Regions from separate parts of the Sus scrofa genome. Here all the other regions are linked to region 4. A link is a contact called in public Hi-C and HiChIP or PLAC-seq data. All regions are on one chromosome and are shown on one strand. Each heading gives the region's core, a stretch centred on a gene start, on an enhancer-like site or on the middle of the called end of the contact. The rest is flanking DNA. Distances are from core to core; before and after follow the strand shown. Region 1 holds the start of KLHDC8A (kelch domain-containing protein 8A). Region 2 overlaps SLC45A3 (solute carrier family 45 member 3). Region 3 has its middle 28 kb from the start of SLC45A3. Region 4 overlaps CDK18 (cyclin-dependent kinase 18).

Evidence for each region. Hi-C and Micro-C count contacts between places; a contact is called where the count stands out from the background. HiChIP or PLAC-seq counts read pairs in DNA pulled down with a chosen protein or histone mark.
Region 1: a Hi-C map of subcutaneous adipose tissue shows a contact between it and region 4, with 2.0 times the contacts expected there. The contact joins the promoter of KLHDC8A here to the enhancer-like site in region 4. A contact is called at or near these places in 2 of 5 promoter capture datasets (fetal skeletal muscle and liver), 22 of 47 Hi-C or Micro-C datasets (alveolar macrophages, blood, brain and 13 more) and 1 of 2 datasets of contacts at active chromatin or transcription factors (skeletal muscle).
Region 2: an H3K27ac HiChIP or PLAC-seq map of alveolar macrophages shows a contact between it and region 4, with 3 times the contacts expected there. The contact joins two enhancer-like sites. A contact is called at or near these places in 2 of 5 promoter capture datasets (fetal skeletal muscle and liver), 29 of 47 Hi-C or Micro-C datasets (adipose tissue, alveolar macrophages, blood and 16 more) and 2 of 2 datasets of contacts at active chromatin or transcription factors (alveolar macrophages and skeletal muscle).
Region 3: a contact with region 4 is called in an H3K27ac HiChIP or PLAC-seq map of alveolar macrophages. The contact joins two enhancer-like sites. A contact is called at or near these places in 8 of 47 Hi-C or Micro-C datasets (embryonic fibroblasts, epiblast stem cells, fetal heart ventricle and 5 more) and 1 of 2 datasets of contacts at active chromatin or transcription factors (alveolar macrophages).

The regions. Positions count from the first base shown.
Region 1 is chr9:66,024,765-66,028,325 of Sscrofa11.1, forward strand. It overlaps KLHDC8A (kelch domain-containing protein 8A), which reads right to left and starts at 1,868. Exons shown (of 6, transcript XM_003357392.4): 1 at 1,511-1,868; 2 at 560-1,155. The coding sequence starts at 935.
Region 2 is chr9:66,355,373-66,358,490 of Sscrofa11.1, forward strand. All of the region lies in intron 1 of SLC45A3 (solute carrier family 45 member 3), which reads right to left. Among named protein-coding and RNA genes, the nearest start is that of SLC45A3, 9.1 kb to the right of the region's middle. Within about 2 kb of position 1,864, at least 9 of the 83 cell types and tissues checked have an H3K27ac peak or open chromatin away from gene starts, as enhancers often do. A contact at or near this core is called in alveolar macrophages, where this site is marked.
Region 3 is chr9:66,392,562-66,395,979 of Sscrofa11.1, forward strand. No RefSeq gene overlaps it. Among named protein-coding and RNA genes, the nearest start is that of SLC45A3, 28 kb to the left of the region's middle. Within about 2 kb of position 1,455, at least 18 of the 83 cell types and tissues checked have an H3K27ac peak or open chromatin away from gene starts, as enhancers often do. A contact at or near this core is called in alveolar macrophages and subcutaneous adipose tissue, where this site is marked.
Region 4 is chr9:66,197,287-66,200,424 of Sscrofa11.1, forward strand. It overlaps CDK18 (cyclin-dependent kinase 18), which reads left to right. Exons shown (of 16, transcript XM_021063280.1): 9 at 1-118; 10 at 226-346; 11 at 1,212-1,309; 12 at 1,554-1,659; 13 at 1,787-1,829; 14 at 2,469-2,559; 15 at 2,909-2,986. Among named protein-coding and RNA genes, the nearest start is that of CDK18, 23 kb to the left of the region's middle. Within about 2 kb of position 1,350, at least 15 of the 83 cell types and tissues checked have an H3K27ac peak or open chromatin away from gene starts, as enhancers often do. A contact at or near this core is called in alveolar macrophages, epiblast stem cells and subcutaneous adipose tissue, where this site is marked.

The DNA of each region.
Region 1 (3,561 bases), core at 618-3,117, 170 kb before region 4:
TGATCTGAGAACTCAGTGAACCTGAGTAAGATGGCCCAGGAGCACAACCCTCGGGTCTCCACTCATCAGTATCTTTGACGTTAGGAAACAGATGGTGGGGAGGGAGAAGGTCCTGGAATCAGGTCCCTACGTCCTTCCAGTGGGGCCTGGTGATGGTATGAGGATGGCACGAACATTCCCAGAACCCCAAACATGTGTCTGGAGGTGGTGGCACCTGCGTGGCGCTGTGGGAAGGGATGGATATCTACAGAGATACTGCACTAACCCTCGGGCTCTCCCCTCTGGCCCCGCCTGCCCAGCTTGCTGAGACCGGCCTGGGGGTGTGAGGAGTGGAGCTCTGGCATAATAAGGATTTACTAGACACTTCACTTGTTGAAGTCTCAGTTTTCCCTTCTGTCAAATAAAGCCAGCGGGTCTCTAGTTTTAGTGTCCACTATAAGGATCGAACGGTACCAGGAATGTGACAGCGGCCTCCAACGCGGTGTTGGCTTCCATCCCTTTCCCCACGGACCCCCCCACTCCCTTCTCTCCGCCCGCCCTCAGCCCTGACCCCACTCGCCTTTGGCCGTGACCGAAATGCCCATGGCGGCCTCACGCAGCATGCTCCTCTTCTTCCACTTGCCCTCATCGATGTTGTACATCTCCACGACCTTCAGGGGCAGCTGACTGGTGCCCACACCCCCGATCACCATGATCCGCTTCCCCAGGGCGGTGACGGCCACCCCGGCTCGGGCCGTGGGCAGGGGGGGCAGGGCGGTCCACTGGTCGGCCTCGGGGGAGTAGACCTCAAAGCAATCCATGGGGACGCCGTTGTCGTCACATCCCCCGATGGCATAGACCTGCCCCCCGGTTTCCAGCAGGGAGCAGTAGACCCGGCGGCTGGGCAGTGGCGCCAGGCGCTTCCACTGGAAGTCCTTGACGTTAGGCACCTCCATGGCAGCCCCGAGGGCCCCGCCCGCCGTGGCCCCGCGGAGCGCCAGGGCGCCGGGAGAGGTGCGAGGCTGGGGATCCGCCGGTTACTCCGCGCCCCCTCTCGCCTCCTCCATCTCGCTCCCGTCCGCCGGCTCCCGCCCGACCCCCGGCAAGGGCCCCGACGCCGGCCAGCGCTTCACCGTCCCTCCAGACTCAGCGGTCCGGCGGCGTCCGCGCCCGGCCCTGCGGGAGGAATGGGGGGCGAATCAAGGGCAGCCGGGGCCACGCGCCCTGGCCTCCTGGCGCGGGCGGGCGCGCCGGCTCCCAGCCCCCGGCCAACTTTCAAGGGAAGACGAGGCGGCGAGAGCGCCACCCCGCGGCGGCATCACGCCCGCTCCGCTTTGTCCCCAGCCTCTCGCCGCTGGCCGCTCCCCAGCTCGCGGAAACCCGCGGAGCGAGGGGGGGCCGGGGGCGTTCAGGGATTGGGAGGTCCGGCTGCTTCCCGGAGAAGCGAGGAGTTAACACCTTTCTCCGCGACGCCTGCCTCCCCCAGCCTCTGCTCCCGGCAATCCCCCGTCCCCGCCCCCGCGCCACTTACACAGCCAGGCCGGAGGAGCGCGGCGGCAAGGCGCAGGCAGCGCATTACCCGAGAGCGGCGCGGGGAGCGGAGGAGAGGGCGCTCTGTCCTTCCCCAGTCCGATCGCCGCCGTCACACATGCAGATGAGGAGAATAAATGAGCAGCGGGAAGGAGAAACCGAGCTGCGGCCAGGGGGTGGGGTAAGGGGAGGCCGGCGAGCCTGCTCCACGCACATCCCCACCTGTGCAGGAATCCGCGTGCACCCCGTGGCCGAGCGAGCCGTGACCTCTTTACATAAGCCTTGGCTGGCACCCGGCCCGCGGGGGAGGGAAAGGGCCGGCGGGAGACGCTCACCTTATCTACCGTTCAGGGAAAGCGGGGCACTAGATCCAAGTACCCACATGACAGGGACCAGACTCCCTCCAGTGTGGGGGTGGGCGGTTTGTGAGTGTTTGTTTTGGATGAGGAGGCGGAGAGTCCAATTACCCAGTTTATCTACAGTACACAGACCCTGTTCGTGACAGGCTGGCTCAGTAGTCGGCTTTGCTTTGGAGAGGTATTATCAAATGGTTTAACCTACTATAAACAAGTGATGTGGGTGTGACACGCGCAGACCTGACACAGGTGCATCCAAACAGCAGGTACACCCCGACCTGCGCACATATGCCTTACCTCACACATCCTCTCTCCCTCCACCGGGAAATAGTCATAGCCGGGGAAACTGACACATGCCCAGTGACGTGGACACAGCCAGAGACACAAACATGTAAAGACAAATGCGGGGGTGGTCCCTCCCACATCACCCGTCTTCACACACCTCAGGAAGGGGAAACCAGGTCATCACATCTTGGTTCTCAGCACCAACCCACAGGGCTTGCCAAATAATTCTTTTAAGCCACTCTCTAATGGCCTTATGAGGGCAGTCGTCCCCAGTAACAAAGTGCCCAGGACACCTATCAACTCCTTGGTGTGATGAACTTCAGGCATCTGGGGGCCTCCTACCTGGTTCCCTTGAATAGAGCCAAGTCTTGAAACACTCTGGCTTGGGAGGCTAACAGACTTGGGTTTGAACTCTGACTCTGAAATGATTTAACTGCTCTGAGCCCGAGTTTCCCTATTTTATTTAGGTTAAACCTTGTATTTTGAGATAAACTGTGGATTCACATGCAGTTGTAAGAAATAACATCTTTTAACCCAGTTTCCCTCAGCAGTAGCATCTTGCAAAAGGTATAGTACAATAATATCCTAACCAGGATATGGAAGTTGATGAGTCAAGATACAGAGTATTTCCATCACCACAAGAACCTTTCATGATGCCTTTTTTAAAAGATCGAAGTATAGTTGATTTACAACATTGTGTTAATTTCAGGTGTACCTGTTGCCTTCTTATACCCATGCCTTCCCTCTCCTCCTTGGCAACTACCAATCTGTTCTCCATAATTTTGTCACTTCAAGAGTGTAAGAGTGTTATATAAATATAATCTTTATGCAACCTTTTGGGATTGGCTTTTTCTTTGCTCCCAGCATAATTCCGTGGAGATTCATCCAAGTCGTTGCATGTTTCACTCTTTTTTTTTTTTTTTTTTTTTTTTTTTGCTTTTTGGGGCTGCTCCTGCGGCATATGGAGGTTTCCAGGGTAGGGGTCTAATCGGAGCTACAGTGGCTGGCCAACGCCATAGCCACAGCAACGCAGGATCTGAGCTGCATCTGCGACCTATGCCACAGCTCACGGTGGCAACACGGGATCCTTAACCCACTGAGTGAGGCCAGGGATCAAACCTGCCACTTCATGGTTCCTAGTTGGATTTGTTTCTGCCTGCACCACGACAGGAACTCCTGCTTCACTCTTTTTTTTTTCTGAGTAGCATTCCATAATATAGATATATCCTTGTAGATTTTTGTGACGATTAAATGAGATTATATTTGTAAAATGTTCAGTTCAGCTTCTGACACATGGTGACACATAGCAAGGTCCTGGTAAGTTGCTATTAATACTATTACTACTACAACTACTGTCAACCAAGAAAAAAGAAAAGTGAGAACAAGCGAAAATATTTTGCCCCTCACTTAG
Region 2 (3,118 bases), core at 614-3,113, 160 kb after region 4:
TGTCAGGCAGCAATTCTAAGGCCCCTTTATGCGGGGCCCGCGTCCCCACACCCGCCCAGGCACATCAAACGGCTGCAGCCCCCACCCTGACCCTGTGAGCTGGCGACCCTGCGTCCTCCCTCCACGCTCACAAAGACTGGGCTCTTTCTCACACGCTCCTCGGAAGCCGTGGCCACCAGGAAGCCCCTCCCCGCAGAGGAGGAAACTGGGGATGGGGTAGGCGAGCCTGAGGAATAATGACTCAGCAGCAGAAAGGGGTGGGGTCACTCCACACCCGATTCCCCAGTGCACCCCAGCCCAGGCTGGCCAGCCCAGGCCCGGGGTGCAGGTGCAGGACCCCTCCACTCCAGAGGGGCCCCAGAATCTCACTCCATGTTGCCCTCTCCCAGGCGCTCTCGGCTGGGGGCAGCGCAAAGGTCTGGAGGGTCACTGAAACCTCTTGCTGGGTTCGCCCCCCTTCTTGCCCTGGTCCCAGGGGACTAGTGCGCTTGGCCTACCTCGTAAAACCGGGCACACCGCACTCCCCATGAGCTCTGCCCCCACGGCAGCTCCACAAGGAGCTTCGGAACGCCCCCCAAAAGAGCCTGTGCTGGCCAGACAGGAGCCGGGAAATGAAGAGCCTGTGGGCAGTGAGCTCCCCATGGTGATCACAGACGCCCTGGCCAGGATGCTGTGCCGTGGGAAGTCCTACCTGGGCAGCCAGGGAGAGGGGGACCTGGGACTAGTCTATGAGGCTTCCAGGCCATAGTCAGTTGACTCTCTGGGTTCACGGACGCACTTCCAAAGAAGCAAAAGTCGTTTTGCGCACCCCCCAATTCCACCCTACCAAAGGCAACGGTGATTTGCACAAATAGCCAAGGGCACCCCCCACCCCAGACCTCCCAGAGCTTCCACAGACACTGAGAACCCCCGCTCAGAATGCAACCTCTCCACCTCGAGGGAATTGTAAGCAGAGAGGAAGAGCCCACCCCCACCCAGACTGCTCCCTAGCTCCTGCCTCCCCAGGGCCCAGAGGCCAGGGATTTAGAGTCTGCCCTGCTGCGCTGCCTTTTCTTCACTCGGACTGGAAGCCTTCTGCTTAGCAGCTTGTCAGAGAGAGCGAGGGGCTGCAGGCCGGGACACAAAGAGGGATTAGGGAGAAACCTCTCGGCCTGCAGAGTAATCCATCAAACTCCCTCCCGGCTGCCAGCGCCGGCCCCTTCCCACTCAATCCCCCTTCCAGCTGCTGTGGGCCCCCACCCCCTCCAGCTCCTGAGCCCTGTCACATCAGGCAGCAAAGAGAATCCCGGTCCCTGGGGGGGGGGGCGAGGGGGCACACGGCAGACACTGGGAAAAGGGCAACGGCTCCCTCCCTCCACTCACCCCCAATGTGTGAAAACCCAACAGGTGGCAGTGGCTTGGAGGAAAGTTGCTTTTGTTGCCCTGTCTGAGAGCCCCAGCCCAGCTACTGAAAGGAAACAAATGCGGAGGAGGCTGGGGGAAGGGGAGGGGGAAGGACATTGGGCAGTTCCTGGAGCCTGCTCTACTCTCCCCTCCCTTCTCCCATCCAGTGACAGGGATTCCGGAGCTGGCCTGACCCTCCCCCGGACCCGGCCAGGCAAAGCACCCTCCCAGGATCACCTGGCCATCCCATGGGGGCAGTCATCGTGGAATCACATCTGACTCCAAGCACCCAGCCTCCCCATCAGACTTCCTTTCTGCCAACAGCTGTGACACAAGGTCACTCGGGGTCACCTTGACCAAGTGCCTTGCGAAGCAAGACAGTCAGTATTCTTCAACCTGGAGAAGAATTCTTCCACTCCAGGAAGGCCTCTGTGCACAGACCTCCCCGAACCCAGGGGATTCTACAGGGTGACCTAGGTTCGGCAGTCGGGCCTGGGGTGGCAGGCCATACTACATCACTATAACTATGTGACTTCCTTTTTTTTTTTTTTTCTTTTTAGGGCTGCACCCAGGGCATAGGGAAGTTCCCAGGCTAGGGGTCCAATCAGAGCTACAGCTGCCGGCCTACACCCCAGCCACAGCAATGAAGGATCCAAGCCGAGTCTGCAACCTCCACCACAGCTCATGTCAACTTGGGATCCTTAACCCACTGAGCGAGGCCAGGGATGGAACCAGCATCCTCATGGGTCCCAGTCGGGATGGTTAACCGCTGAGCCACAAAGGGGACCCCACTATGTGACTTTTCAATTGACCTCCCTAAGCCTCAGTTTCCTCCTCGGCAATTAACAGGAGCAGCTAACACTGGGGCCCTCTTCTGAGCGCTGTCATCTTCTAGCGGCCTAAGGAGGTGGGTACAACGAGCATACCCATTTGACAGGCAAGGAAAATCTAATACCAGTTGTGTAGTGCGTTTGAGAGAAAACACGTGGAAGTTCCCGGCAGCCACTTCTCCAGTTGTCTGGGCTACCACCGTGGAGAAACCGGGGAAGGGGTTTCTCGTTCCCAAGAGGAATGGCAGAGGGGGACCAACACTGCCTCTCTTCTGGGCTCCCATCCCCTCACCCACGTGCCTCCCACTAGGGCCCTAGTGCCTCTTTCAGCCCCCAAAGGCAAGAGGAATGCTGAGAATGTAAACCTCCCCAGGTGCTGGCCCCAGCAGGTGAGATCACTGCCCCCCTGCCAAGTTGAAGGTTGACAGAGGAAGGGATAAACATCCCGGTTAGGAGACAGGGTGGTTCCCAACCACAGGGAAAACAACTACGTGGCAGACACCTGTTCACTGTCTCTCCTACGCTGGGTACCTGACATACCTACAAAGTCTCCCCCCTGTCCCGCCCCTGAGGGCTGCACCTGCAGCATATGGAAGTTCCCAGGCTAGGGGTTGAATCAGAGCTGCACCAACGCAGGATCCAAGCTGCATCTGAGCCCTACACCACGTGAGCGCAACCTGCGGCAATGCCAGATCCTTAACCCACTGAGCGAGGGCAGGGACTGAACCTGCATTCTCATGGATACCAGTCAGGTTCTAAACCACTAAGCCGCAATGGGAACTCTGAAAGTCAGTATTTAACATTCCTAATTCACAAAGACTGAAAATGGAGTCTCAGGGTTCCCGCTGTGGGCAGTGGGTATTCACGACCTGGCGCATCTCCATGGCAGTGCCGGCTTGATCCCC
Region 3 (3,418 bases), core at 205-2,704, 200 kb after region 4:
CACCGCAACACTGGATCCTCAACCCACTGAGCGAGGCCAGGGATGGAACCCGCAATCTCATGGTTCCTAGTCGGATTTGTTTCCACTGTGCCATGACAGGAACTCCTATAATAATTTTTAATAAGTTAAACATATCTAGTCCCTTAAATGAAGAACCTAGAAAAAAAGGGAGAAATAAGCATTAACAAAGATTGTGATGAAATGGTTTGTGTGAACCTAAAAAGGTAACTAAATAAATATAACAAAATCATATGGAAACCTATGATCACCTTTGCTCAATTCATCTATGTATCAGTGTTCCTTTGCTTGGAGGATCGCCTACCTACATACCACTCTGTATGTCTGTGTGTGTACTTCAGAAAATAAAACTTTTGTTTTGGTTTGGTTTTGGGTTTGTTGTTGTTGTTTGCTTTTTAGGGCTGTACCAAAAGCGTATGGAAGTTCCCACGCTAGGGGTCGAATCGGAGCTATAGCTGCCAGCCTACACAACAGCCACAGCAACGCTAGATCTGAGGCTTGTCTTTGAGCTATACCACATCTCACTGCAACAATGGACCCTTGACGCATTGAGCGAGGCCAGGGATTGAACCCATGTCCTCATGGATGCTAGTCAGATTTGTTTCTGCTGAGCCATGATGGGAACTCCCTAGAAAATAAAACATTTTTAAAATTACCAAAAAAAAAAAAAAAAAGATTTTAAAGAGATTTTTAAAAAGATAAAAAGGAGGTCAGGCATGGGGTGGGGAGAGATGGGGGGCCAGTGGGTTAGTGGCCAGCCCAAGATCACCCCGAAAGCTGCTATGTGCTTCAACCCAACCAGCCACAAAGCTTCTCTTAGAACAGGTCACAAGATGAGGAAAGACAACTGTGGGCTTCAAGAAAAAAACTCATGCTTTAGTGGGTGTTACGTGCTGTTCTCAACTCTGTTGCTTAACATCTGTTGCACTTTTTATACAAATCACATGCATTTCCTGGAATAATCCAGTTTTAAATATTTCATTCTTTGGTTCCTTAAACCATAACAATAACACAAAACTGCAAATATTCTCAGAGCCAGACTATATCTGAAGACTGATTTTTTCCCAAGGAGGAGGAAGACCAAAATCTTCCTCACAGTTCCAACTGGGGGTTTGCAGTAGAGTCCCTGTAATTTTCATTGTCGATAAACATTGCTGGCTAAATGAGAGGTGAACTCTAGAAGCAACAGATGTTCTAGGACCTCCCATTTCCACGGTTGGGCGTCCTGTGGGTGTCCCCGCTTAGGCTTGGATCTCCCAGTGCGGGCATCTGCTTCTAGGTTGACTCTGAAGAAGAGTGAATGCCCATGCGCCAAACATGAGGTCTTATTGCTTCACTTGAGGGCGTGGGAAGAGAATGAGGGAAAGCAGGATGAGAGGAGGAGTGACCTGATTTGCGATGGCCCAAGATTAGCCTATTGTGCAAGGTCTAGGGCAATAGCCACTCTCTTCGACCAGGCGCCGCCTGTATCCTGTATACCTGAAGTCGCAGCTGCAGTTCCCTACAATGGAGCTTTGGAATCTAAGCTCTGCATTGTTCCAGGCTTACCAGGAAAGGCTATTTATCTTGTATTTGAGCCAAATGTGTGAGTCTCTACAGGACGGTTGGCTCCCCAACCACTTCTAGGGCTACCTGTATTAACAATATATTTGCCTCAAAAACCACGAACCCCCTAGAAACTGTTCATTCACAAAAGTAAGAAAAGGAGAAGCGAGAGGGTGGTAAATTAGGTCAGAGGCGAGGAAAAGACCAAACAGGGGAGCTTGGAGTCTGTAACTGAGCTGTGGCAAGCATTAGATATGCAGTGAGATTACTGAAAGCCCTAGATTATGTTCCAAGATCGAAACAGAATGTCAAGTCCTCCATAACTTCTTAAGACATCTAGTGTCTCAGAAAAGAGCTGTGCAACGTCATTCTTCTTGCCACCGTAGATGTGAAACCATGTTTTTTAAATGATCAGCAACTTATTCCTTTGGGTTGAATTAGAGAACGAATTTATAGTCACCAAGTGAGGATCCAGTGTATGTTACTGTCTGTAGGCACCTTCCGCGTGAAGACAAGTGTTTCACAATCTAATGATTTGGGGGTTTTTTTTGGCAGCGCCCAGGCCAGGAATGGAACCTGAGCCACAACAGTGACAACAGATCCTTAACTGCTAGGCCACCAGGGAATTCCCACAATCTGCGTTTTATTAATTATATCACTATACAGCTTGAGGTCATCGATGAAAATCAATTTTTACCATATAACCAATCATGTAGAGCTACCAAACTGGTAGTTATCCTAAAACTTTGGCCATCATTTTTCTTGTTCCAGTGACTCTCTACCTCCTTCAGAACCTTACCTAACCCATCAACCCTAATCTCGTATAGTCAGGAAAGCCCTGAATACATATATATATTTTTAAATTTTTGGGGGGGCCGCACCCGAGACGTATGGAGGTTCCCAGGCTAGGGGTCTAATCGGAGCTGTAGAGGCCAGCCTACGCCACAGCCACAGCCACATGGGATCTGAGCCGTGTCTCCAACCTACACCACAGCTCACAGCAACGCCAGATCCTTATCCACTGAGTGAGGCCAGGGATGGAACCTGCGTCTTCATGGATGTTAGTTGGGTTCATTAATTGCTGAGCCACGACGGGAGCTCCAAGACTACATATCTTGTGCCTACCCAAGGTGGAAAAAGTGTATTAAACACATTACATCAGTCACGGAAGTGGGTCTTGCACATTTAATAAAAGAGCTTGTATGCGTGTGTATGTGTGTGCCTGTCTCTCTTTTCATCAACCTAATAGTTAAAACACTACCAATAATAGTAATATATATGTAATCTTTTTCATCTACGACTTATTTCTTAGGTTTTTATTTTCACTTTTTACGTGTGTTTTCTTTTTCAGCCACACCCTTGGCTTGTGGAAGTTTCCAGACCAGGGATCTGAGCTGACAGAGACTAACAGGGTCATTAACCCACTTTGCCACAGTGGGAACTCCAAAGTTAGGCTTTTAAACCAGTCATTTCTGGGTGCCAGTTTAGAGCCAAATGAAGGCAAACTATTACCTTTTAGCATTTTATGTTATATTTTAAAGTAATTTTCTTTTTTACAAGGATGTAAACTCTGGCTGCACTCTCTCATTCCCTGACCCCAGAATCAACATAACGTTTATTTTACAGTATTTGCCCAGAACTTTAATATTGAAACAGAGAGCACACCCATTAGGCAAAGCTGATTTCTCCTAGTGGTGGCCCAGCCAAAGCAGGTGGAATGGGTCCCAGTTCGTTCCGCTAAAATAATGGAGGAAGAGAAGCAAGCAAAAGGAACCAAGGTATCATGTTACCTTGAAAAGAAGTCTCAGTATTGTCGTATGACAAGAGGTATCCGGGCGGCTTGTGCAAGAGACAA
Region 4 (3,138 bases), core at 100-2,599:
ATGTTCCAGCTGCTCCGGGGTCTTGCCTACTGCCACCGCCGCAAGATCCTGCACCGCGACCTGAAACCCCAGAACCTGCTCATCAATGAGAAAGGGGAGCTGAAGCTGGCTGACTTTGGTGAGAGCCAGAGCCCACAGGGCTGGGCTGGGAGCAGGGGCCCTTGACATGATCTCCGCAGGATGTGGATGCTGTGGGGAGAGGTTGAGTGATGGGTCTGTCTGTAGGACTGGCCCGGGCTAAGTCAGTGCCCACGAAGACCTACTCCAATGAGGTGGTGACCCTGTGGTACAGGCCCCCCGACGTGCTGCTGGGGTCCACAGAGTACTCCACCCCCATCGATATGTGGTAAGTGAGGGCCATGGGACCCAGGTTAGGGTTAGGGTTAGCAAGTCCCTACCCCCAAACTTGCTTTTGCTGCCCCGAGAGTCCTTTGAATTCAAAACTTTGTGGCAGAGTTCCTTGGTGGGATCTGGCATTGTCCCTCCTGTGGCGTGGGTTCAGTCCCCGGAATTTCTGTATGCTGTGGACACCTCCCAAAACCAAACAGAACCAAAAGCCATGTGGCATCCTGCTGAACTGGTTAAGGAATTAAGTCTGAGCTACACTGGGGTTTCTTGGGCTTTAAATAGACCTTCCAAGGCTGTGCTTCTGAAATTTTCCCACAGGGGTACCTGGGGGTTACCAGAGGATACAGGAGTCCCCCACAGTAAATATGGTGACTCTTCCCCAAGCATCAGTTCTCCTCAAAATCTAGAAGGGATTTATTATTTTTCTGTTAAAATTAACACACACCTGATTCGGTGTAGGATGAAAAGCCAGCCCAATTTTAAAGCTAAAACACAGGTTTCCAATGAATGGCCGCTGTGTCTATGCCTGGGGTATCCTTGGAGAATGGATTAGTGGATTTCTCTCTTTCAGTGGGGTACACAGTGGAAAAAGGTTGAGACAACCCAGCTTTGAAGACCTACCACATGGGTGCTGGCTGTGCAGGTCCAAACCCTACAGAGTGAAAGGGGAGAGGGCAAAGCATCCTAGAGCCCAGAGAAGCCCGCAGAGGAAGGCTGGAGTCGGGGGCTGTGCTATGCTAGGAACTTCTCCAGCCCTGGGCCACTCACCCCAGTGCCATGAGCCATTCGAGCCACCATGGCAGGGCATCGTGGTAGCGCCAGAGGCCCAGCCTGACGCCGCCCCTGTCCCTTGCTCCCTGCAGGGGTGTGGGCTGCATCCACTACGAGATGGCCACAGGGAGGCCTCTCTTCCCCGGCTCCACGGTCAAGGAGGAGCTGCACCTCATCTTCCGGCTCCTCGGTCAGTCTCCTGCCGCTCCCTCCCTCTCACCACGAGGGGGCGCCAGAACTCTGTCCAGCTCAGGCGCATGTTGCCAACGGGAAGAGCAGCTCCCACCCAGTCTCCAGGGGGGTGGATCTCCATGGGGCGGGGACTCTTGTGGCCTCAGCTGTTCTCAGCCCCCGCCTGACCTCCTACCTTGCACCCCCCAAGTCGCCCTTGGCCCTGGCCTCTCACCCCTCCCCGCGCCTTCTCATCTCTCCAGGGACCCCTACCGAAGACACGTGGCCTGGGGTGATGGCCCTGACCGAGTTCCGAGCCTACAACTTCCCCCGGTACCTCCCCCAGCCGCTCATCAGCCATGCTCCCAGGTAGCCCTTCCTCCCACACCCTCTCCTGCTGGTGGTCCTGGCTGTCCCTCCCGGAGGTGGTCGCAAGCCCCACCTGCCTCCACCCTGCCCCCCAGGTCAGGCCTGTGCCTGCTCCTTCCTCCTGCAGGTTGGACACTGAGGGCATCAACCTCCTGACCAGCCTCCTCCTGGTGAGTGTGCTTCCGGCCAGGGCCAGGGCCAGGCAGGCAGAGAGCTGAAGCCCCAAGACTCCACCCAGCCCTCCGTCCCAGCCGCACCCATGTGCTCACAGGCCCTTAAGCCTGAACCCTCCACCCCCCACCCCCGACCCCTGAGCCCAAGACGAATGCTGACTTCCTCAGGCTTCAGAGTGGGGGCGCTCCAAACTCAAACCCCAGTTCAAACCGCAGCTGTGTAGCTGTGGGCAAGTTACCTCAACTGCAAGGTGGAATTAATTATTCACATTTTATGAGATGGTTGTGAGGATACATTGAGGTTATGGAACAGGCTTAGAATGGAGGCTGTCTTGAAGAAGCACACAATAAAGAATAGTTGTTAGTATTACTTGTTAATATTACTAGTATTCATGTGATGATCTTGGATGCTGCAGCATCTGTATTTCTGTCCCAAGAGGCAGTCATGCTCTGAAAGTCCCATTTGTGTTTTTGTTTCCTGGTGGCTGGAGCCCAGGGACCCTGACCAATGAGACTGCCTTGGGCTGTCAGCTCAGGCCCTCCGGTGTTTCCTCTGCTTAGCATAGAAATGGCATTGCCCGGAGGGGTCCTGCTGTCCCCCAGCCAGGGCCCAACAGCCCACCCTCTGCCTTTCAGTATGAATCCAAGAGTCGTGTGTCAGCAGAGGCGGCCCTGAGGCACCCCTACTTCCGGTCCCTGGGGGAGCGTGTGCACCAGCTCGAAGACAGTGAGTGTGCAGGGAAGGTTGGGGGAAGGGGGGCAGGGCCACCCCAGAACTAAGGAAAGGGGGCAGCCGGTGTGGGCGGAGGAGCTGGAACAAAGAGGCCAAGGCTCTGGGTCTAGCTGAGCAGCCTGGCTTCCGCTCCTTACGTTCTCGTTTGTAACGAAGGCATCAGACCCTGAGGACCCCAGGTGCTTGCCCCTAAGTCCCAGCTGGGTGCTGCTGGGCCAGTCCTAACTGAAGTGGGTGCGCCCAGCTCCGCGCGCATGCGCAGTCAGCATGGGGGCCCGCAGGTTGCAGAAGCAGGGCCAGCTCCGCTCAGCTGTCTCCGTGCCTCCCTTCTCTCTCCCGCCAGCTGCCTCCATCTTCTCCCTGAAGGAGATCCAGCTCCAGAAGGATCCAGGCTACCGGGGCCTGGCCTTTCAGCAGCCAGGTAGGGGCTTGTGCCTCCCCCACCTCCTCCCCTTGTTAGAGGAGAGCAGGGCAGGCAGCTCCCTGCTCGCGAGGAACAGAAATAGAGCCCAGCAGCCCCCTCCTGCCATGGGAATCAGCGTGGCCTCCCCGACTTTGGCCTGCCTTCCGGGG